Linked DNA regions of Mus musculus: region 2 is linked to region 1. A link is a contact called in public Hi-C data. All regions are on one chromosome and are shown on one strand. The core of a region is the stretch at or near the end of the contact, and the rest is flanking DNA. Distances in the headings are between cores, read along the strand shown. Region 1 holds the start of Csf3r (colony stimulating factor 3 receptor (granulocyte)). Region 2 holds the start of Oscp1 (organic solute carrier partner 1).

Region 1 (5,646 bases), core at 921-3,420:
GATCATTGTGGGTAGTGTCATCCCTGGACGGGTGGTCCCAGTGCTACAAGAAGTTAGGCTAAGCAAACCATGGGGACCAAGCCAGTAGCAGCACTCTTCAATGGCATCTGCATTAGTTTCTGTCTCAAATTCCTGCCCTGACTTTCTTCAGTGATGGACTGTTGCCTGGAAGTGTATGGTGAAATAACCCTTTTTCCAAGTTGCTTTTGGCTAGGGTGTTCTATCCTAGCAATGGAAACCTCAGACAATAACCTCACATCAACATACCAGTTTGATCATCTCCTGCATCCACATGCACACACACATGTACATATGTACACACTGAGTGGGAAAGACTTAGCCCCCAGGGCTCAGGATGCTGGTTCTCCACTCATTTGTGGTTGTAGTAGGCCTAGTTCATACCTGGTACCACTGTATCCTTCCCACAGGCTTATGTCAAGAGCAGAAAACAGAACAGAGGAGACCAGGCCTCCTCTCTAGATTGCATGGGGCTGGCATGTTTAACATCAGAACAGTTTCCTATGGAAGCCTTGAGGGTGGCCCCAGTTGAGTAGGAGCTTGGGCCTGCTGGAGCCTATGTCTCATTGTCTAGGGAAGAAGTGTACAAAGAGGCTGGGAGCCCAGTTCTGACTCTGGTTCCAACACTCACCTGCCTGGTGAACTTGGATGAGTTACTTCACCATTCTGAGTCTCAGTTTCTCCATTTAGGAAAAAGGGGCTTAACAATACCACTCATGTCTCAGCAATGCTATAACGATGAAGCGAGACAGTTAAGATGAAAGCTCTTGGCACAGTGCCCAAGGAACAAGCTCTCAGAAGCAGTGGGCTATCTGTATGAGCCCTAAAAGCAGGAAATCAGCCAAAGGAACCAATAGCCTCCTGGCATAGCCACCAGGTCTACTTCTAGCTCCAAGCCTCTCAGGCTCTTCCCACCACTCTGGCCATGTGCTGGGCTCTGCAGCTGCTCGCTGTGTCCACTGTGCCCACGGACACAGCTGATGCCGTAAGTCAGGCTGCTACAGCATCCTCTCTACCTTTTCCTTTTGCTCATTGTTGCCAACCTTCCCTCTGGGCTCCCTTCTCCTGTCCTATTCTTTTGAAATTCTGTCTGTGGGAAGACGGGGACGAAGAGGATGTTGAGAATAAACTATGGGAGCGAGATCCCCAGGTGTGGCAGAGATAAAGGATCAATGCATCATAGATGGGTGAATAGACAAGCTGGGGAAAAGAGATACATAGAGAATAGACAGAGGTAGAGCCTAGCCCAGTGGCAGGGGGTTGAGACCAGTTATTCTGGAAGTGGGGGCAAGTGTGTTACAAGATCAAGGCCAGCCTGTGCTATAGAAGACATTCAAATCTCATTTTGGCAACTTAGCGAAACCTATCTCAAAAATATAAAGCAACCAGGGCTGGGGATAGAGCTTAGTTGGTTGAACACTTGTCTAGCAGGCACAAAGACCAAGGCTTGATCCCCAGTACCACATTAAGTATCAGGCATGGTGGTGGAGGCCTACAGACCAGCATTTGTGATACAGGAGGATCAGAAGAAGTTCAAGGTTCTTATCTGCCGACAAGATGATAAACCTTGTCTGCATGAGAGCTGCATACAACATCATCATCAACAACAACGATGAGCAGGCTGGAGCGATGCAGAGAGAAGTGGAGAGGCCGACAGAGAAAGCTATCTCAGGCAAGTCTTGCATCAACTGTTTAAAGTTAAGAGGCTAAGGGAACCGGGAGAGGAAACAGAGGCCCAGAGACTCTGAGACAGCTGTTCTTGCTGAGAAGAAGCAGGCCAAATGGCTGAAAGCAGGGAGTAAGCCTGTCTGAAGGATAGGGACTCTGGGTGGGATTCTTCATACCTGAGCTCAGCTCCTGTTCCCAGAGATCCAGCTGTCTGACCTCCCTGATGCTATACACACAGAGAGACTCCCATTTCCCCAAGGATCCTGTCTTGGGCCCCCTGATGTGGCCCTAGCAGGGTTGGGGAATGGTCTGAGGTCTCCAGGGCTCCCCGCCCTCCCCCTACTTACACTGGGGCTAGGGCGCTGTGCCCAGCCCCCACGCTTGTGCTCTCTCTTCTCTCTCGTCTCCTCTCCTCTTGGGGCAAGTTCCCGAAACTTCTCTTTCTAGCCCCGTCGTTAATGACAGGCGGGGGGTGGGGGGGACCCAGAATTGCGACACCTTCCTGGCTTCCCTGCTGCGTTTGGCTGAGCCTTCACCCTTGGGGTGGGGGACATAGACAGCCCCTTCCTCTCAGGAAGGAGGTTGAGGGAAACTGGTGAGCTAGGGACCTTCCTGCCTCAGGGGTCTTAGAGGGCTGGGCATTGTAGCAACCTGGCCCGTGGCCACCCTCCCTTCTCTCCGGATTTCCTGAGCTCCTCGCTTTGAGGCTCAGCAGAGCACCCGAGACAAGACAGGGCCAAGGGAGGGCTGGGGTCTTCAAGTGTTTATTTCAAAACGAAGCAGGACAAAATAGCGTGGAAAATTAATGAGGGCTGGGGTGGAGGAGACTCTCTTCTCACTGAGTCTGGCTGAAGCCTCTGCCCGGGAAGAATCAAGATTCCAGGACAGGTAACGTTTACTTCAGGTTTTCTTCCCTTGTTAGCTGAAAACCTGCCATTTTCCAGGACTCTCAATAGACCCTCCCACCCCTGGCCTCCCTAGTCCATGGTCCCTGCCCTCACCGCTTTGTACAATCCTAGGGGTTCCTGGTTTTATCTTCTCAGGTTGTAACCCCTTTCAAAAGGCCCACCCTGTAAGTTCATCTATCACAAAAGAGAGGGGAAAAATTGTTCTAAGTTTGAAAATCATCAAAATAGTATATATTGGTATATTAGTCAGGGTTCTCTAGAGCAGCGGTTCTCAACCTTCCTAGTGCTATGACCCTGTAATGCAATTCCTCATGTTGTGGTGACCCCCCAACTGTAAAATTATTTTCCTTGCTAATTCATAACTGTAATTTTTTCCTGGTATGAATCATAATATATATCTGTGTTTTCTAATGATCTTAGGTGACCCCTGTTGAGAACCTCTGCTCTAGAGGAACAGAGTCCACTTAATGAGTGTATACGCGTGCACACGCACGCGCGTGCGCGCGCGCGCGCACACACACACATATATACGAACACATATACGCACACACATGAATTTATCAAATTAGCTTATGCAATACAGAGGAAGTAGGAGCACTGAGAACCCACCTGGGAAATCCTTTGGTGCCTTGGCACTCCCAAGGTGGTACTGAAGACCTGGAGGGTATCTGGTCCTCAGTCCATGTCGAAAGCTGATTTTGACTTGAGCAAAGGAATCAAGTGGGGTGGCAGCAGCAGGGTAGACTACTAGCAGCAGAGGGGAAGGTCAGGGAAAAAGGCTTCCTTCTTCCATGTCCTGCTTTTGATCTGGGCTGCCACCAGAAGGCGCCGCCCATCTCTGGGGTGGGTCTTCCCACATCCATTAAGGGAGTCAAGATAATTCCTCAACTGAGAATTGCTGCTTGGGCGATTCTAAATCGTGGCAAGTTGACATTTAAAATCAAGCACCAGGATCAATCCTTTGTCAATGGTACACAAACAGGTCACTTTAAAGACCATATAGCCTTCCACCCCTTTGCCCCAAATCTCACGGTTATATCCCAGTGTACTGGGTCTGCTTTTAAAAGTCCTTGAATGCTTAAAAAATTTTAACCCTTTGAAAGGCTCACAAGTCAGCCAGGTGTGGTGGTACACGCCTTTAGTCCCAGCCCTTGGGAGGCAGAGGCAGGTGGATCTCAAGAGTTCAAGGCCAGCCTGGTCTACAAAGTAGGTTCCAGGGCTATATAGAGAAACCCTGTCTCAAAACAACAACAACAACCTCAAATCTCTTTGTTTTTATTAGATATTTTCTTCATTTACATTTCAAATGTTATCCTAAAAGTCCCCTATACCCTCCCTCCCCCGCCCTGCTCCCCTACCTCAAATCTCTTAACTGTAAACTTCTATGAATATCAAAGGCAAATGAATACTTTTAACATATTATGGCACCGAGTACATAATTATCTGTTCTAGATAGCTTTCTGTTGCTGTAGTAAAAGATATGACCAAAAGCCTTTTGAGAGGGGAAAGGGTTTTCAGCTCACACTTCCAGGTCACGGTTCAGCTTTGAGAGAAGTTAGGGCAGGAACTCAAAGTAGGAGCAGAGGCAGGAACCATGGGGGAATGCTTACTGGGTTGCGCACTGGCTCGTGCTCAGTTAGCTTTCTTATATAATACGGTACCTCCTGCCCAAGGATTGAACTGTCTACATTTTGCTGGAAACTTCTACATCAATCAAGACGATCTGATTTGGGTAATTCATTAATTGAGGTTTCCTCGCTTTACTGTAGGTTGTGTTAAGTAGACACTAAGTAGTACAGCTAGAGACAGCTAAGTGAGCTGCTACTCCTACCCATTCTCTAAGGTGTGTCTCATTTCTTTCCCTAAATATCTTTCTTGTGTGTGTATCAGGGAGTCTGAGTGTGTGTGTGTGTTTTAGACAGGGTCTCTCTATGGAACTCACGATGTATGTAGACCGGGTTGGCCTCAAAGTAATAGGAAGTCTACCTGCCTCTGCCTCCCAAGTGCTAGGTTTAAAGACTGGTGCTACCATGCTTGGGCCCCTCTACTTTGTGTTTTGAGACAGTAGGGATTACAATGGTTCAGAGACATGGAATGTTCTCTACAGTTGGAGGGTTTTTTTATTGTTCATGCCCACGATTCTCTTGCAATTACCTACAGATACTTTTCTGAGGATTCAACTACTCACAGTTATATACAGTTCACCACCTGATAAAGGTTAGGTACCAGCACACGGATACCTGCACCATGTTAAGCCCATGACTCTTCCTTCACAATATACTCAGCATCCTGGGCACATGGATGTTCACAGGAAAATTCAGCATGGCTCCTCCTTGTCTGAGTATTGTTGCGATCACATGTTGGAATGATCAATGTCCTGGTGCCTTCTGCCCCATACTCCCTGATGGCTCCCATCTCACTTGGAGCCTAAGTGAAAGGCTGATCATCTGGCTGCCTTCCTTGGCCTTCTGAGATCCTCTTCTGCCACCCTTACTGCCTTGTACTGTTTTTTTCTAGCTTCTCTGTTCTCCTTGTTTGATGAGTTGGCCAGACTCTTTACCACCCCAGGGCCTTTGTGCTTGCTGCTTCTTTGGCCTGGACTCTCCCCGCAAAAGAGGGAGAAATGTGGGGTCACTCCCTCCCCTTTGCAGGTCTTTGCTCAGATATCACCCTCTTACTGAAATCTTCTGAGTACCAGACCTTATCCTTCACTCCCTATTTTGTCTCTTCTATCCACTTCCTCGCTCCAATGTTTATTTTCCCTGCCTCTGCTGGAATTGAACCTCTACAGGGGAAAACATTTGCCTCTTCTGTTCAAGGTAGCAGAAGATTGTGGTGGCCCCTCCCTGTAATCCTAGCACTGGCTGAAACAGGACAATAACCAGGAGACTGGGGCCAGTCTGAGTTTCATTCATAGTGAGTTCTAGTTCCGTCAGGGTTACAGATGGAGACCATGTCTTAAAACAAATACACAGGGCTCCAGAGATGACTCCGGTAAGAGCACTCAGTACTCTTTCAGAGAACCCAGGTACACTTCCCATATAGCAACTCA
Region 2 (5,646 bases), core at 1,713-4,212, 34 kb before region 1:
GGTGGCTCGTGCCTACAACCTCAGCACTTGGGAGGCTGAGGCGAGAGGACTGTTGGAACAGCTACAGTGTGAGCCTTGTTTCAATAAAGCAAAAACAAGTATTGTATTGTTGTCATTATGGTGATGGGTCTTGAGTTTTAGAATCAGTTATGGATCGCACTCATCAGTAACCCACTTCCAGGGACAGACAGGCTCAACCTGGTTCTCCCCAGAATCTCACATGGTGTGACATCGGCCATACACTGCGGAATGAGTGAGTGGATGAAAATGAATCACTAAAGATGGCTGAGACTCCATAAATAAACCAGAAAAGACCATCACTCTTAACACAACTGGGGTACCAACGCTGAGGGGATGGGAACAGGGGGATCAGAGTTCAAGGCCAGCCTTTGCTACAATAGTGGGTTTTATGTAAGAAAAGATAGCATGTATATGTTGTATTATTATTTTTTTTTTGAGACAGGGCTTCTCTGTATAGCGCTGGCTGTCCTGGAACTCACTCTGTAGACCAGGCTGGCCTCGAACTCAGAAATCCGTCTGCTTCTGCCTCCCGAGTGCTGGGATTAAAGGCGTGCGCCACCACGCCTGGCTCAGACCTCCTCTTGAAAGGCAACACCAACTACTAATTGTGTGAACATGAAATGCACATTATAGCTTCGCTCTCAGGTGTGTATTATTATCATCATTTTATAGAGAAACAAGCTTACAGAGGTCATCACACTTGAAGATCCCGCAGCTAGCTACATGTGGGATCTAGACTTGTATGCCTTCAAAGGCCACGTTAATAATGTAAATTGCTAATTTACACTGTCCTCCAAGATGCGGACTATCTAGAGAAATCGAGCCTGCCCCTCCACTAGGGCTATTAGCCTGAGTGAAATCGCATCACACAGGCAGCAAGAAACAAGCCTCCCGAGGAAGGAACACAATGGCGTATAACAACACCGGCAGGTTGCTCCTCAACCCTGTAGTGAGCACTGATTTATTCTCATCTGCGAGTCGAGTGCTAGATGCTGAAGTACAAACATGTGTAAGACAAACAAGTGGGGAGACACAGGCAAACAGTTGAGCATCGATCTGCCAGCCATGTGGTAAGGTAAGAGAAGCACGGGAGGACACAGTGAGAACAGAAGCAGGTCCTTCTGAGGAAGGAGGGAGGCTCCTGAGGGACGAGACTCTTCAGGAGGTCGGGGAAAGGACGGAGTCATGAAGGACACAGGTTAAAGATCTACACACACTTTGGTGTGATTGGGACTCAAAGTGTCTGTACTGGCTAGTTTTGTGTCAACTTGACACAGCTGGAGTTATCACAGAGAAAGGAGCTTCAGTTGAGGAAATGCCTCCATGAGATCCAACTCTAAGGCATTTTCTCAATTAGTGATCAAGGGGAAAGGCCCCTTGTGGGTGGGACCATCTCTGGGCTGGTAGTCTTGAGTTCTATAAGAGAGCAGGCTGAGCAAGCCAGGGAAGGCAAGCCAGTAAAGAACATCCCTCCATGACCTCTGCATCAGCTCCTGCTTCCTGACCTGCTTGAGTTCCAGTCCTGACTTCCTTTGGTGATGAACAGCAGCATGGAAGTGTAAGCCGAATAAACCCTTTCCTCCCCAACTTGCTTCTTGGTCATGATGTTTGTGCAGGAATAGAAACCCTGACTAAGACAGTGTCCTAATCGGAGGGCCCCAACGTGTTCTGCCTAGGACTTGGTCTCCATTTAGACAGGAGTGGAAGGTTGTCGGCAATTTTGAGGAGAGACATACTAGACATATTTGCATTTTATAAAGCCCCACTAGACATATTTGCATTTTGTAAAGCCCCTGGTAGCAAGGCTGGGAATGAATGGAAGGGAGTGGTCCAGAGGGTTCTCTTGTCTGTTTACGTATGCACTTACACAAAATCAGACACACCATCTGAATGTGCCTGTTTAACATCAATGGAGGGGACATAAGCTGTTGGGAGGAAATCGAGCTTTCATTAGTGTTCAGTTGTCCTTTAGATAAATGTTTACTCCTCTGCCTACAAATACAATAGCCCAGCAAATTTGGTGAACAAAGTTGTTTGCTGAGAAGTAAGATAGACTGGCAGCGTGTTTTGGGTGGTCGTTTCTCTCTGCACTACACATGGCATAATTTTGCATTTTATAAGCCTTCCAAAAGTATTTTCACAATTGCAACCCCTTCCAACACTTGCAAAATCAAGAAGCATGTTTTCGTTCTTATCTATATTATTTTGGGGCCCTACATTTCTAGAAATGGCTTCTGAAATGAGCATGACCAGGCTTCTGCTTACGTAGGAGGACAGAGACGCGGGCGTCCCCATCTGTTTTGTGGGGGTTAACGGATGGTTATACCTGCCAAAAGTATCTTGTCAACTGTAACTACTTTTGGAAATAGACAGATTTCCAGAGACTGGGAAATCGAGGGCTCAGGCACTGTAAGTATGTCCAATGTATTAGGCTTCTCTGTGGGGAAATGCTCTTTTGGAGAATTAATTTGACTCCGGAGGGCTTCCAACTGCATGGGCTCTGCGTCTTTTGAGAAAGATACCCGGCTGTCAAAGAGAAGTGCGCAGAGGCATCGGTTTGGCTATTGGGATGAGGGGAAGGGGGTCAGGTGCCGGTCGGCCTGGGTATCAGGACGGAGGTTGGAGGGGGGCTGGTGCTAGGCTGCGGTTCTGTATAGGGACATTTAGTGCGGTGAGGAAGGGAACAGATCAAGGCTGCGGGGGCGTTACTTACCTTTGCGGGCCTTGTCTCCGGGGATGTTCTGGGCCCTCAGTCGCTGGTCTAGGACGTAAAGCATCTCCCCGCCCAAGTTCAAAAAGAGCAGCGGCAGAGTCCGAACCGACATAGTGCCGGAAACCCGCAGGGTAGATGAAGGAAGAACCCCAGGGTTTGTGATTTAGCAGCCTGGAGGCCCCTACGCGTCCATAGCCCGGTTGCTGGGGCAACGCCGGGAACAGAAAGGCGAACCAATCACATGGTGGATTGATAGGAGGTGGCCGAAGACCGGCGCTTATTGGGTTAAGTGACAAAGATCGCTTCAGGGGATTGGTTCAAACGGAGGCGCGCACCTTTGGCCTCCCGGGAGCGCTGGTTTTGAGTTTTCCAGTTTAGCTTTGGTGTCGCCGGGAGCGTTCCAGCCAGCCGCGCGTATCTGCCGTGGCCCAGCCATCGCACCGGAAACTAGGAAAATCAACCCCAGCGTCTTCGGAGTCGTTCGCCTAGAGTCGTCTAGCGTCCCGGTCCGCCATGGCCTGCTGTGCTGCGGGCAGATTTGTGAACTATCTCCCAGGGACGTGCAGAGGAACCAGTGAGGTCATGGCAAGCGCCACGAAGGCATTCTGAGTTATTATAATCCCTCATCTCGATTAGTTATATCATTTGTCTCCTTTCTAACCCCTCCTGGAAGCGATGTTACGCCGGATTTACTACTCAGTGAGGCAACCCAGCCCGGCCCTCCTAGCAACTTAAGTAGCACCCTCGCGTTTCTTCACCTACGGCTGGACCTTTTCAGACGATTCGTCATCAGTGTTTCTGCTAAGCACTTCTCTCTCCAGCCACAGCAATCTTGAGACTTGAGCTTTGGAACCTACATCCACCTCCTTTAATAATCAGCCACTTCCTCCTTTTCCTTGTAGAATCCTCGCATTCCTTAATTCCCCTTTCTGCATTCCTACGTTCCTCTGTGTCACTGCTCTGATGCTGTTGGACTAAATTTCAAAAGGCGCCGCTTACAAAACACAGCTCATTCCTTCAATGTCTTCCTTCCTGCTTGTGGCATCCTCCACGTCACACCTTCTAGTCGTTTTTCTTTCCTCCCAAGAGCCAAACTTTTTAAAATTGTCTAGTACAACTTGAACCTTTTTGTTTTGTTTTGAAACAGGGTTTCTCTGTGTTGTCCTGGCTGTCCTGGAACTTGCTCTGTAGACCAGGCTGGCTTCAAACTCGGAGATCCACCTGCTTCAGGCTCTGGGAGTGCTGTGACCCGGCACATGAGCTTAACACCTCAGCCCCACCTGTAATAAACATCTTTATCTTCTGGTGGGCCTTATGCATTTTGTTATCTGCCCAGCTTCCAACACTATCTCAAGTTTTGGCAGAACACGGTCCCTTTCAGAGTTTGCCTCTGTGTACTGTCAGACTGGATAGGGTCAAGACAGAGCAGCAAGGTGTGGCTGCACTTGCCTTTGATCCCAGCACTTTGTAAGCAGAGTCCAGCCTGGTCTACATAGCAAGTTCTAGGACAGTCAGGACTGGGTCCCTGTCTTTAAAACCAACAAAAATCAGGCTGGAGAGATGGCTCAGCGGTTAAGATCACTGACTGCTCTTCCGAAGGTCCTGAGTTCAATTCCCAGCAACCACATGGTAGCTCACACCCATCCGTAACGAGATCTGGCGCCCTCTTCTGGAGTGTCTGAAGACAGCTACAGTGTACTTACATATAATAAATGAATAAATCTTTAAAAACAAAAATCCAAAACCAGAGAGAGCTAGGTTTGAACACTAGTCAGCTTTCAAAATTGGACAAGTTGTCTATGTTTCGTAAGCCTGTTTTCAATAGAAAATAGGACAGTGGCCGCAAAAACCTTTAATCTCAGCACTTGGAAGGCAGAGGCAGGTGGATTTTTAAACTCAAGGCCAGTCTGGTCTACAGAGTTCCAGGACAGTCTGGAACCCCCTTACCTTCCCCTCCTCCCCTACAAAAAAATAGAAAGGCAGCCGGCTTGAGGAATAAAGGATTTAAGTATCAGGCAATATTGAAGTGCCCATGGCTGCATTTAAGAGTGCCTTCCCTGCAGGCCTGATCCACTGCTGTGGCGTTCTCTCCCAAGGCTGGTGCCTGGTCCTGTAGCACAGGACCTCTACACAGGTCTCCATCTCATTAAGGCCTCCCTCAGTGTTCCTGGAGGTGATAACCAAACAGTCCAGCTTCACTTCTGATTCTATCCACTCACCTCCTCCTCCATCTCAGAGATGATCTCAATTTTCCCATCCTCACATGGCCCATTTTTTTTTTTTTTTTTTATTACATATCTTCTCTTGGCGATTAAACTTTTGGAGAAAGGGTTTCATGTAGTCTAGACTGGCCTCAAAGTAGCCATGCAACTCAAGATAGCCTTGAAATGATAATGTCTCTCCCAAGTACTGGAACTAGTCATTCAAACACCAGGGCTCAGTATCCATAGGCAACCACACACCCAGGGCCTCAGGTACCTCAACAGCTCCCAAACTGCGCTGGTTCAGCCCTCATCCCTCATCTCTCAACTGCTCTTAGGTAGCACATTAACACATCTTTCTCTTGGTGGCATTCCCTTCTTTTTTTCTTTTTTTGGTTTTTCAAGACAGGGTTTCTCTGTGTAACCTTGGTTGTCCTGGAATTCACTCTGTATACTAGGCTGGGTTCAAACTCAAGAGATCTGCCTGCCTCTGCTTCCTGAGTGCTGGGTTTAAAGGCGTGCATCACCACTGGCTGGCAAGCTGAATGTTTTTTTGTTTTGTTTTGTTTTTCCAGACAGGGTTTCTCTGTATAGTCCTGGCTGTCCTGGAACTCACTTTGTAGACCAGGCTGGCCTTGAACTCAGAAATTCGCCTGCCTCTGCTTCCCAAGTGTTGGGATTAAAGGCGTGCGCCACCACTGCCCGGCAAAC

What was found. Hi-C and Micro-C count contacts between places; a contact is called where the count stands out from the background.
Region 2: a contact with region 1 is called in a Hi-C map of peritoneal macrophages, with 1.7 times the contacts expected there. The contact joins the promoter of Oscp1 here to the promoter of Csf3r in region 1. A contact is called at or near these places in 2 of 39 promoter capture datasets (the C10 cell line and neutrophils), 3 of 484 Hi-C or Micro-C datasets (ECoMG-derived neutrophils, granulocytes and peritoneal macrophages), 4 of 115 datasets of contacts at active chromatin or transcription factors (the HPC-7 cell line, bone marrow-derived dendritic cells and embryonic stem cells) and 3 of 9 other capture datasets (adipose tissue, liver and pancreatic islet).

The regions. Positions count from the first base shown.
Region 1 is chr4:126,021,183-126,026,828 of GRCm38.p6, reverse strand. It overlaps Csf3r (colony stimulating factor 3 receptor (granulocyte)), which reads right to left and starts at 2,170. Exons shown (of 17, transcript NM_007782.3): 1 at 2,034-2,170; 2 at 650-748. Gm32908 (a long non-coding RNA gene) reads left to right here and starts at 2,175. Exons shown (of 4, transcript XR_003955278.1): 1 at 2,175-2,574.
Region 2 is chr4:126,055,881-126,061,526 of GRCm38.p6, reverse strand. Oscp1 (organic solute carrier partner 1) reads right to left here and starts at 2,962. Exons shown (of 10, transcript NM_172701.3): 1 at 2,735-2,962. The coding sequence starts at 2,846.